Regions from separate parts of the Sus scrofa genome. Here all the other regions are linked to region 2. The links are chromatin contacts, called in public HiChIP or PLAC-seq maps. All regions are on one chromosome and are shown on one strand. Each heading gives the region's core, a stretch centred on a gene start, on an enhancer-like site or on the middle of the called end of the contact. The rest is flanking DNA. Distances are from core to core; before and after follow the strand shown. Region 1 overlaps NRDE2 (protein NRDE2 homolog). Region 2 has its middle 87 kb from the start of CALM1. Region 3 overlaps NRDE2 (protein NRDE2 homolog). Region 4 overlaps TTC7B (tetratricopeptide repeat protein 7B).

Region 1 (2,778 bases), core at 164-2,663, 170 kb before region 2:
AGTCGGGAAGCGGGATGTGGTCCGGGCTGCACAGGGAAGGACCTGCACCTGACAGTGAAGAGCTCATCCTAGGAAATGAAGGTCGCAAGAAGCTATGGTCTCTGGGGAAGCTGTCCCCCGATGACCCTGAATAAGAGCCCCATATGGTACACAACCCCCTCCACCCTGCTGGCCACACACCCAACACCGCTTTCCTGATATCACAGAAGACACAACTCACTAATGTCTTAGTCCTTGTCTGTGCAGAAACAAACAACTCTTCCAGGTCACCTTCCCAGGAAAAGGCTACAGAAGTGAACAGTAAGAAAGTCAAAGACAAAGACAAGAACAACCCACCCTAATCTTAATGGGGATACTCTACAAAACATCAACAAACTTAAAAGTGCCTTTGGATCAGAGTTCCTGTCATGGCTCAGTGGTAAGGAAATGGACTAGTATCCATGAGGACATGGGTCTGATCTCTGGCCCCACTCAGTGGGTTAAGGATCCAGCGTTGCTGTGAGCTGTGGTGTAGGTTGAAGATGCGGCTCAGATCTGATGTTGCTGTGGCTGTGGTGTCGGCCAGCAGCTGTAGCTCCAATTTGACCCCTAGCCTGGGAACCTCCACATGCCTCAGGTGCAGCCCTTAAAAAAAAAAAAAAAAAAAAAAAAAGTGCTACCTAGATTATAAAACTATCGAGAGACTGTAAAGATCACTTCTGATGTGGTTAAGCACAGGCTGAAAATTACTCTTTCAAGTTCTTATGGTAGTTCTGGTACAGTTTCAGGAAATCCTATAAAACTCATTTTCCTCAGCAAAAAAAAAAAAAAAAAAGACAAATAGTTAAAGATGAGTCTTCACAACACACAACGATTATGCATTTGCTTTGAAGACATACTAATAAGAATCAATGATCTACTCATCCATTCATTCACAGAACAAAAATGTACTGAGAGTTTATTACACATCAGGACCTACGTTAACCTCTGGTGGGGAAGAGCATACAAAGGTAAGAAGGGAGGAGTGGCTCTGCCACAGAAATTCAGTCAAATTCAGAATCTTTCTGCTAGACTCCTTTATTTTTCCTTCTTCTAGGGTTACAGGCACAGCACCTGAGACGCAGACAGAGCTAAATAAATCTGGATCCTCTGAGCCACAGAGGCCTGTGGTTCTCCAATGCTGATCTGATAACAAAGGGATCCCAGCAGACCACGTTGTCTGCCTCTGATGGAAACTCCAACATCAGTGGGACTCATAAGCACATAACTAAAGCAAATAAGCCCTGAAGGGTCATAAAAATCTTAACAGCACTAAATTTATTAAAGTATGCCTCGAACGGGTACTTAAATTTCCTCTCTTCTAGACCACATGAACGAAGGAAAGAAAAAAGTTAATTGAGGAATGACTCAAGCAGTTTCACCACATACCGCGAGTCACACACATGGGACAGTGCCTCCTACGCAGGAGGAGGTCAGACTTAGCAGAGAGGAAAAGCTATCACTCAGCACCTGCACTGACCAGATCTACAGAACGCCGTGAACGCTATGCCCAGGGCAGACAAGCGAAACACGGGGAGAAAGAAAACCCCCAAGGAAAGGAAGTAGGTGGTCATGAGCCATTCTGTACCTCCAACCCAGTGATTCTAAACAGCTGTGAAATAAGGACAAAAGCAATGATTATTTTAAGTGCTACATCAACCTTAACCAGAGAGAGAGTGCGCAGGCAAGCACATGCAGGAGCAAACTCGGGGCGGGGGGCGGGGGTTGTCTTTTTAGGTCAGTGCCTGAGGTATACGGAAGTTGGCAGGCTAGGGGTCAAATTGGAGCTGTTGCTGCCGGCCTACACAACAGCCACATCTACTTGGGATCCGAGCCACATCTGCAACCTACACCACAGCTCACGGCAACGCCAGATCCTCAACCACTTAGCGAGACCAGGAATCGAAGCTGCGTCCCCACAGACACTAGCTGGGTTCATTACCGCTGAATCACAATAGGAACTCCCAATACAACAGGGGTTTTAATGTGGGTGACTGAAAGGAAGACATGTCAAGAAAGAGAAAGACATTTTTCTCATTCTTTATGAAGGCATGTAAGGAGCTGCCTTGTGGCACAGCGGGTTAAGGATCTAGCATTGTCTCTGCTGTTCGATACCTAGCCTGGGAACTTCCACATGCCACTGGCATGGCCAAAAGAAATAAATAAAAATTTTTTTTAATGTTTTAAAAATTTTAAAACATCGAAATAAATGTGTTAAAACCTTAAAAAATAAAATTTTAAAAATAAAAAATAAATAAATGCATGTAAAACTAAGTAGTGAACTAGCCCATATGCCCAGCAAGTGGCACATTCTCTATCTTCCAAAAATCCTATATACTTTTTGCCTGAACCAGATTTTGACACAATCGTTACTGTGCCTCAGCAATATTTCTCAAATAAAATCATGGCCTTATTCTTTTTTTAAAATGAAAGTTTTCTTTTCTTAGGTTGACCTAATGGTAGGGCTCTTTCTGCTTTTTCCCAGCTTTACTAAGGTATTTATTGACTCTATTTTGATTGAGCGGCTAAATATTCACTCAAATGTCTAACTTATCACCAACAATCAAGGGAGAAATAATTCAAGATATGAAAAATCACAGGTTTTTGAGAAGAGAAAACCTACTTTGGTTTCTCTGATTCCTTGTTTCCATCTCTGATGCTTCTGGAAGGTTTGTCCTTTTCAGAATCAGTATCTGACTCGGATCCACTGCTGCTTGACTGCCCACGTTTTCTCTTGGTTTTCTTGTGGTGCTGATGCTT
Region 2 (2,884 bases), core at 37-2,536:
CAGCTTTGAGGAAATCCACTCTGTTCCCCAAAGGATTCCCTGCGTGAGCGTCCTGAAGGCCAAGGTACACAGGGCCTTTGTTTGTGAAGCCTGGGGTGTGGGCAGGAGGGGCCGGCCGGGCTCAGGCCAGGAGGCGCACCGGGCCTGTTGGAAGCCCATTAGGCACCTGCTCAGGAGTTGTACGTATCCCCCTAAATCAGCTTCTGGCCCCCAGAGTCCCCACCTCAGCCCTCCTGGGCTCCCTGTGTGAGGTGAGGCCGAACAGGGACCTCGGGGTGGGGGAGGCAGGGCCCAGAGCTCAGCCTGCCTTCCCCTGGAGGAAGGAGCTGGGCGGGCGGCCCCGGCTGAAGGTCACAGAGAAGCTCTGGCTGCTGGCCACCTTGGGCTGGGCCCGTCACGGGAGGCCTCTCGTGCACCCAGGGCCTCAAAGGTAGCCGTTTGATATTCTCTCTGAAGGAGCTGACGGCCTTGGGCGTGACCGAGGAGTCTGCAGGGTGAAATCAAGTTCATTTCATAGCCACCAGGGAGGTCCCATCACTGGATGCACCCCCCGTGGCCCCCAAGTGTGTGGATGTGGAAAATAAACCCTATAACCAGCTTGTAACCCTCACTATGGTATTGCCCTGGGGGCGAGGGGGCGTGGGGTATTCAAAGAGGCATTTTATGAATTGTACACATTAAAAATAACACCATGCTTCTTATAACCCTATCTTGATGGATCTTGGTTTGGTAAGACATGGAGATCCTTAAAGATAACTGTGGTTTGGGTTGTAGTCTATCTCCGGGGGGCCTGGTCCTGGGGACCCTGGGGCGAGTGGGCAACCCTCCCCGCCCCACGCCCCAGGGATGACGGGAAGGTGGCGGGACTTGGGGACTGAGCCCACTGCAGATGACCAGCATGCAAGGGACAGGTGGAGAAATCAGGCCTGTGCAGAGGACAGGACCTCAGGACCAGGCCCATCTGGCCAACCCCTCCCCTGTGACCTTGGGCCAGGCCCTCCCCACCTCCAGCCCTCGGGGCCTCAGCATCCCCATCAGAAGCTCGAGGTGCTGAGCTGAGTGACCTCTCAAAGGCCCTCCAGCCCAGCTCGTGTGTGACAAGGACACTGCAGCTCAGCCCCGGGGAAGCCCCTCTGCTGTGGGGAACCACCCCACAGCCGCTGGGGGTTGCGCGGCCTCAGGAAGGAAAGAACACGCTCTCTGAGTTGTCATAACAGAGCGGGCCTCCAGGCACCTCCTGTTTACCGAGGCTGAGTAAATACAGCCAGGCCCTAGCAACGGGCACAAAGGGGCCTTTGTGCAACCGCCCAGCCCTCTGCTCCCCTTCCAGCTCGGCCCCAGCTGGGAGCGCTCAGAGAGGCAGGGCCAGGCCAGCAGGCAGGTGACAGCGGTGGGTGCAGGACCTGCCATGTGCAGGCTGGGGCCGCCGGCAGCTGCGTCCTCACATCCTTTACGGGCAGGAAACCCTACCCCCTTCATCCTGTCATGCCTGTCAGTCAGAGATGGAGCAGGGCGAGGCTTGGACCAAGGCAGCAGGGGGCGCGAGGTCAGTCTTGGACACGAATGCTTCGGTACTCCATGAAGCAGCCCTGGGCCTCAGTTTCCTCATCTGTAGCAAGGGGCTGCACCCTCCCTGCTTTGCTTGGCCATCTGGGAGTCTGAGAACGTTCATTCTGTAAACCCACCCAACTCCCCAGACAGAGGGAGCTGTCATTTCAGGTTAAGAGTTAAGAATCAATGATAGGAGTTCCTGTCGTGGAGCAGCGGAAATGAATTCGACTAGGAACCAAGAGGCTGCGGGTTCAATCCCTGGCCTCGCTCAGTGGGTTAAGGATCTGGTGTTGCCGTGAGCTGTGGTGTGGTCGGCAGCTGAAGCTCCGAGTAGACCCCTAGCCTGGGAACGTCCATAGGCTGCGGGTGTGGCCCTAAAAAGATGAAAAAAGAATCGATGATAAACAAGTTGTGCTGGGAGCCCCCAGCCTCCCTTTTGAACCATGAGGAGCTTGCTCTGTACCAGGCTCTGCCTGGTTGGGCATCCAAGGAGGGCAGCAGCCCCTCTCCCCACAGCCTCACTGTTTACGCGGGGGCAGGCAGCTAATGACCAGTGGCTGATTCATGCAGTGTGTGAAGCCACTACAAATCAATACAAAGATGCATGCGGAAAAGACACGAGAAACAACTCCTAAAAGAATTCGTAGAAAGGCTTTGGGAGTTCCCTGGTGGCTTGGCAGGTTAAGGACCTGGTGTTGTCACTGCTGTGACACAGGTTTGATCTCTGGAACTTTTGTATGCGGCGGGCATGGCCAAAAATAAAAAAACAGTCATAAAAAGGATGGCGGAGGATGGAAATCGACTTCATCCGTAACAAAAATGAAAATAAAGCAACGATGAGATTTTCTTGTTTTCTTCCTTTAGATTATGACAAGATTAGAAATGTTTCTCTTACTACTGGCAGGAGTATGGGGTACACGGGAGCCTTCATGAACTAACGCTCTGCCCCTTGCTAACGCCTGGCCACCAACAGAAACCTCCTGTTCCTCACTTTCCTCCACTGCAAAATGGGTAATGAAAATACCCACCTCGCAGGTTTGGGGAGTAGATTAAATGAGTTAGTAGATATAAAATTCTTAGAGCAGTGCCAGGCAAGGACAAAGTGCATAATACATCAGAGCTATTATTATTATTATTATTTTGTCTTTTTAGGGCCGCTCCCATGGCATATGGAGGTTCCCAGGCTAGGGGTCCAATGGGAGCTGTAGCCGCCGGCCTAGACCACAGTGATGCCAAATCCAAGCCACATCTGTGACCTACACCACAGCTCACGGCAATGCTGGCTCCTTAACCCACTGAGCAAGGCCAGGGATCAAACCCCCATCCTCATGGA
Region 3 (2,700 bases), core at 102-2,601, 190 kb before region 2:
CAGAAGGCACACCCAAGAACTGCAGAAAGGCCGAGATCAGCTGAAACTGAAGATCCGGGCTGGAAAGTCGGATCAGAGACTGCCCAATATCATCAAACAACACCTGCAATGAAGACAAAGTCAAGTGACATAATGCAACAAACAAACCTTCAGGTTTTCCCACAGTTCTTTTTATACGGATGTACTAACGAGTTAACATTATTCAAATTACATTTTAAACAGACAGAACGTAGGTTTCTTCTGCAAGATGCAAAAAAGCTAGAGGCCTCCAAAGGCGAGCTGAGGTGGGAGGGTAAGTGCCGGGAGTCCTGCAGTGCCGGCAGCACCCACACCCCTCCTGGGGATCCTCCGGAGGAGGGAGGACCAAAGCGGAAACTTCCAAAGTAGCCTCACGGATTCAAAGAAAATCTAGAATCACACTCACTTCTGAGAACACACATAACTGCTTTTATAGTTACTGTGGTAGGTTGTGGTTGTGCAATTTTTTAATTTTTAAGGTAGGAGATAAGAACCTTACTATTTTGTGGTTTCTTTGTATAAAACTGCTTCAGGAAATGAAAAATATGCTTGAAAATACACAAACAGCAGCAAGGTAAGAAGGAAACTGCGGGAGCAATGGACCCTGTTGAGAGTAATTATAAGGGCCTGACACTAACTGTAACATTCGCAGCTGATTTCACGTAATAACTTTAAAATCGAAGGCCACAGAAACTACACTATGTCCCAGGTCTTGCTTACCTGACTGGTCTCTGTGGCCCTCAGCAAAGAGGAAATCAAAACACAAGCATAATAAACTGGACCACCTGGGACTCAACTTATCAAAACCGTCAATTAATCAGAACACTCTTCTCCTCCAGGCTTTGACTAGAAAAAAAAAAAAAATCTAAGAAATAGTTCACAGCAGTAGCTTGCTCCCAAAACAGGCTTCTAGAAAACCCCCCAAAATGCTGAGCCTTGAGAACTAACTTCTGAAGGGCAACCACGAACTCTGTAGAACCCTCGAACACCAAAGATAAATGCCACCCACTCTTCCCGAACCTTCAGTTCGGCTGGGCAGGAAGCTCAGGTGCTGACTGGCTTCCGTGAGCTCTCGAATCTCCCCCGAAGGCTGGTCCCTCCTTCCTGCCCCGAGGCCACTTTTTTCCTTCTTCCCAATCCTGTATCCTACTTGTCGTCTAGCCACCGTATCCAGGCCCTCGGGAGCCTTCACTCGTGCTGACCCCTCTGCCTCAAGCCAAAGCTCCGGCATCAAAGATTCACTCAACCTCCAGGGCTATTAACCGAGTGCTCAGCACAGGGCAGTGTCATCCAGGCACGGGTGACTCAGCAGTGAAGAGAAAGGGAACAATCCCCACCCTCCCGGCACGTGACTGGTGGGGAGCAAGCACATCAAAGCTCACGGCCTCGCTGCTGTACAACCTCAGTCTGCACCTGTGACCTGTCCCATGCCAAGCAGCACACAGTGGACCCTTAAACAGCACAGGTGTTAACTGGGCAGGCCCACTCACACCTGAGTGTTTTCAGTAAATAGGTACCACAGGACCACGAGACCCACGGGTGGCTGGATCCGCGGCTGTGGAACCGTGGATACGGAGGGTCGCCTGCAAAATTAGAAAGGGGTTTTTGACGGCTCGGGGGTCATTGTTCCAGAGTCAAGTGTAGCTGGTATCTTGTCAGAGTGGCTCAATTACAAGTATCAATGTAGAAGCCCTTTATTTTCATGTAAAGCCTCCGGAGCTGCTGACCGCTAGGCACCAAGTAGCAGGTCCCCAGAAAACGCTAGTTCCTCCCCAGCATGACGAGCCGTACACCACCTGTCCCGACCTGGCCTCCACCTCTTGTATCTCTTGATTTCCAGAGTCAAACCCACCCACACATCCTCAGGGATCCAAGAGTGGGTAGGAAAAGCATCCAGGACAGTGATTTTGAATTTTCAAACCCTGAGCCCTCAGGCTTCGGTGGGAAAAATTAACTCAACAGCCTGGAAGACCATCTCCAGAGAAGCGACCACACAAGAGCCGACCCTCCTCCTTGGAGACAGAAAGGATCAGGTCTAGCACCTCTACGCTCCCCCCACCACCAGCAGCCAGGGAAACCTACTCTGGTTTTCGGTAAGAGGGCGATTTGTGTAGACAGAAGCAGGCCAGCATCTCCCAAGCCAGGCAGGTGCTCCGAGAGCCCAGCTGCCTCCTTTCAGGGACCCAAAGCCCAGCAGGAATGTGGGAAGAGCAAGCCCTGGCAGCCGGGGGGAGGGCCGGTACTCGCCTGTCTCTCTGGATCCTCACAGTCTTCCTCCGTCTGCTTCTTGGTCTTATCAGGGCGCCACGGCCGCCAGTGCCTCTGGTCCCGGGACCGCTCAGCAGCAAGCCAGATCTGCCACCTGGGCAGAGTCTTATCTTTAATTTCCTGGTCGTCATCTTCTGGTTCATCATCATCATCATCATCTAAAAGCAAGAATAAAACTTTCCAGTGCAACTAACCAGCAAAGAGAACCATCATCAACCTTTAAATCTACCTGCTCTGCCAGCCACAGGGCTGGGTACCTGGAATGCCAAGATGAGCAAGAGCCAGGCCCAGACTCACTGGCATTTAGGGACTTTCCTATAATCAAGTTCTCAGGGAAAAAAACAGCAGGTGAGCTGGTGAAATCAGACGGGTGAAATATTCTAAAGCTGTGCTAATGTGGTAGCTACTAGCTGC
Region 4 (2,700 bases), core at 182-2,681, 170 kb after region 2:
TCTGTATGTTACGAGCACTCACAAGGGCTATTACTTCGTATCTTATACCTACATGACATCCCAGGACTCTCATTCACAAGAACAGCCCCAGAACTTGAAGGGAACGCTTTGCTGGCAGAGCTACAGAAATACGCCCATATTCCTCTCACCCACACATAGCAGATGATATCAGATCAGAAGCTTTACGGTGGCATAAAAAGAGAAGCTTGGGCTCAGGACTCCGGGCAGCACCAAAGGGGACATGAATCAAAATTAGGTAACAGGCTCTGGGACGCGCGATCTCTGCTGCTCTCCCCTGCATTTGTTTTTACGGCATCCGTGTTCACTGGCTTTGGACTGAAGCTCAGTTCTCTTAGGGAACATGAGGCGAAGGAAACAGCTACGGCTGGAAAAGGGAGGGGAGGAAGGACTGGGCTGATGTCACTCCAGGATCGCAGCTTAAGCGCCTACTATGTACTAAAAGCATGGCATTTTCAACCGTATGCAGTAAGGGTAGGACTGGGACCATGTCGTTGGAGACCCAGTTTAAAGGGTTGTTCAAACAGGGTGGAAATTAGGCCTGGAGGGGGTAGTTTCAAATCCCAATGTTATAACTCAGGGAAGGCTACCAGATAGCAAGTGGCCATTCGGAAGGTCTCCCGTGCCTTCCTTGTGGAATGAGAAACACATCCAGTTACAGATGCACCGAATTTTCTAGCTATAATGATCCAACACAACTTAGTCCATTGCAACCCTGGAGAGAAACGGCCTGCCCAGGTTCACACGGCCAGTGAGAGGGCAAGCTGGGAGCTTCCAACCATACCCACCACCTTCCTGACAAAAGAGATGTGAACTCTCAAAGGGACATGCAACCCAAGAAGAAAACAAAATATGGACGCTCAGGTCTAGGGTTTACGTCATTAATATGCAAATGAAAGTGTATATCCAATCCAAATCTGATGCATACAGGTGGTCCCAGCTACTGAGACACTCCTAGGAACCGGTTCAAAATTGGAAAGGAAAATCAGCTGGCCCAAGTGAAGCAGCCTGGGGTCTGCAGATGAGGCCTCAGAGGCCCTAACTGAGAACTGATGGGGAGAGTCCACTCCCCTCTAAGGCCAAGGCAGTTTCTCCCGCGCAGGACTGAGGCCCTCTGGTGGCGGCTGGAGGAAGTCCCTGTGACTGAGGGGATGCCACCCAGGAGAGGCCAAACCAGGAGGGACGCAGGGCGCGCTCCCAAGGCACCGCACGCTGCCTTTGAGGCAAAGGCAAGTTTTCCTCAAACGGTTTCCAGTTTGTTTCTGGGAAGAGCTTAGGATTCAGAATCAAATTCTTCTTGAAGCTGGGAAGAATCCTGCTGGTAAACAAAGGCTCCTCAGGAACCACAAGGAAGGCTCGGAAGGCCTCGGGCTGCACTAGTCAAATAAGTGTGCCACCGTCAGGACCAAGCCGAGGTGGCCTGTCCAGCCCCAGAGCAATGTGACAACCGGAGGGAGAAGGCACTGGAGGGGAGAGACTGCACATTTTAAATATAAGAAAAGGGAAAAAGTGTCCTAAATGCAAAAGCATACAATTCTCAGCAACTCCTATACCACCCATGCTTTTTTTTTTTTTTTTCAGTCACATAATTTTATTCAAGTCGTCACTTCCACTGTTGCCATGACAGCAGAAAAAATTTTTTTTCCTTAAGCTAGATGGAGAATCACGATAGAATGGAACAAAAAAAGAAAAGAACTTGCAAGCATTACATTCTAAATGCTACGAAACACCCCGATTTGAGGGAAATAAACAAAAGCCACATGATTGCTTTCATGTCTCTCAACTATGAGTTTATTCTTGCCATGCTGAGACCCAGGCCTAAAATGATCTGTTGCTTTAAAACGCCACTCCAAACTGAAGAGGAGAGAGCCAAGGAATTTCCCCCGTTTGGAGGGTTTCCGCAGCCCCTTGACATGAGGTCATTGATTCCATTTCAGAATTCACTATGGCAAACTATTCTCAAAAGGAAGGTCCTTGCCGGCACTGGCAAGCTGTCGGAATTCGGGGTGCACCTCCTGCACCTCGCTCCAGCAAGCTTCCCGAGTTGGGTGCAGGTCCCTCCACGTGGACCGGTTCCCAACAGCTCAGCTGTTACCCAGGGGAGACAGGGCCTGCGAGTCCCCTGAGCACCAGCCGGCTGTTCAGCCTGATGGGCAGGCAAGACCTGCCACTATCTGTCCCCCCTCCAGCAGGGAGAGCGGAGGCCCGCATCCCTCAGCCTTGCTCTGCTGCAAACCTGAGCAACCTCCTGCTCCGTCCTGGGCAGGAAAGCCCACCCGCAGTCCTGCTTCTCTTGACCACTTCCATGTTGTTTTCTCTCCTCCCTTTTCAATCTGATTTCTTCATCCTCCTCCTGAGCCTCCTCCTTCAGCGCCTTGCCTGCTGGCCCTTAGGTCAGTGCAGAAGCATGACTTCCTAAGGACACCCAGGGGCACTGGCTGGCCAGCATTTGACTCTTGGGCCCTGAAAGCCGCATTTTCGAAGGCTGGTTTCTGAAACGTACATTTTTACATACAAACCTACAGCAGTGCCTGCTTATTCTGTTCTGTGCCTTTGAACCACATTCTCAGCTTTTTAGTGCTGTCACTGGTGTCTCCGCACTAGCAAACCAAGGGGGAAATGGATACGGGAAGGAAGCCAGAGATCCGAAGTTAAAATCGAGATGGAAAACCAAGGCTGGGA

The links. HiChIP or PLAC-seq counts read pairs in DNA pulled down with a chosen protein or histone mark.
Region 1: a contact with region 2 is called in an H3K27ac HiChIP or PLAC-seq map of alveolar macrophages. The contact joins two enhancer-like sites. A contact is called at or near these places in 1 of 47 Hi-C or Micro-C datasets (embryonic fibroblasts) and 1 of 2 datasets of contacts at active chromatin or transcription factors (alveolar macrophages).
Region 3: an H3K27ac HiChIP or PLAC-seq map of alveolar macrophages shows a contact between it and region 2. The contact joins two enhancer-like sites. A contact is called at or near these places in 1 of 47 Hi-C or Micro-C datasets (embryonic fibroblasts) and 1 of 2 datasets of contacts at active chromatin or transcription factors (alveolar macrophages).
Region 4: a contact with region 2 is called in an H3K27ac HiChIP or PLAC-seq map of skeletal muscle. The contact joins two enhancer-like sites. A contact is called at or near these places in 2 of 2 datasets of contacts at active chromatin or transcription factors (alveolar macrophages and skeletal muscle).

Annotation. Positions count from the first base shown.
Region 1 is chr7:112,072,813-112,075,590 of Sscrofa11.1, forward strand. It overlaps NRDE2 (protein NRDE2 homolog), which reads right to left. Exons shown (of 14, transcript XM_021099603.1): 3 at 2,642-2,778. Among named protein-coding and RNA genes, the nearest start is that of NRDE2, 16 kb to the right of the region's middle. Within about 2 kb of position 1,414, at least 2 of the 83 cell types and tissues checked have an H3K27ac peak or open chromatin away from gene starts, as enhancers often do. A contact at or near this core is called in alveolar macrophages, where this site is marked.
Region 2 is chr7:112,246,520-112,249,403 of Sscrofa11.1, forward strand. No RefSeq gene overlaps it. Among named protein-coding and RNA genes, the nearest start is that of CALM1, 87 kb to the left of the region's middle. Within about 2 kb of position 1,287, at least 60 of the 83 cell types and tissues checked have an H3K27ac peak or open chromatin away from gene starts, as enhancers often do. A contact at or near this core is called in alveolar macrophages and skeletal muscle, where this site is marked.
Region 3 is chr7:112,052,565-112,055,264 of Sscrofa11.1, forward strand. NRDE2 (protein NRDE2 homolog) reads right to left here. Exons shown (of 14, transcript XM_021099603.1): 9 at 2,266-2,444; 10 at 1-103. Among named protein-coding and RNA genes, the nearest start is that of PSMC1, 26 kb to the left of the region's middle. Within about 2 kb of position 1,352, at least 3 of the 83 cell types and tissues checked have an H3K27ac peak or open chromatin away from gene starts, as enhancers often do. A contact at or near this core is called in alveolar macrophages, where this site is marked.
Region 4 is chr7:112,412,535-112,415,234 of Sscrofa11.1, forward strand. The region is part of intron 5 of TTC7B (tetratricopeptide repeat protein 7B); the gene reads right to left. Among named protein-coding and RNA genes, the nearest start is that of TTC7B, 110 kb to the right of the region's middle. Within about 2 kb of position 1,432, at least 12 of the 83 cell types and tissues checked have an H3K27ac peak or open chromatin away from gene starts, as enhancers often do. A contact at or near this core is called in alveolar macrophages and skeletal muscle, where this site is marked.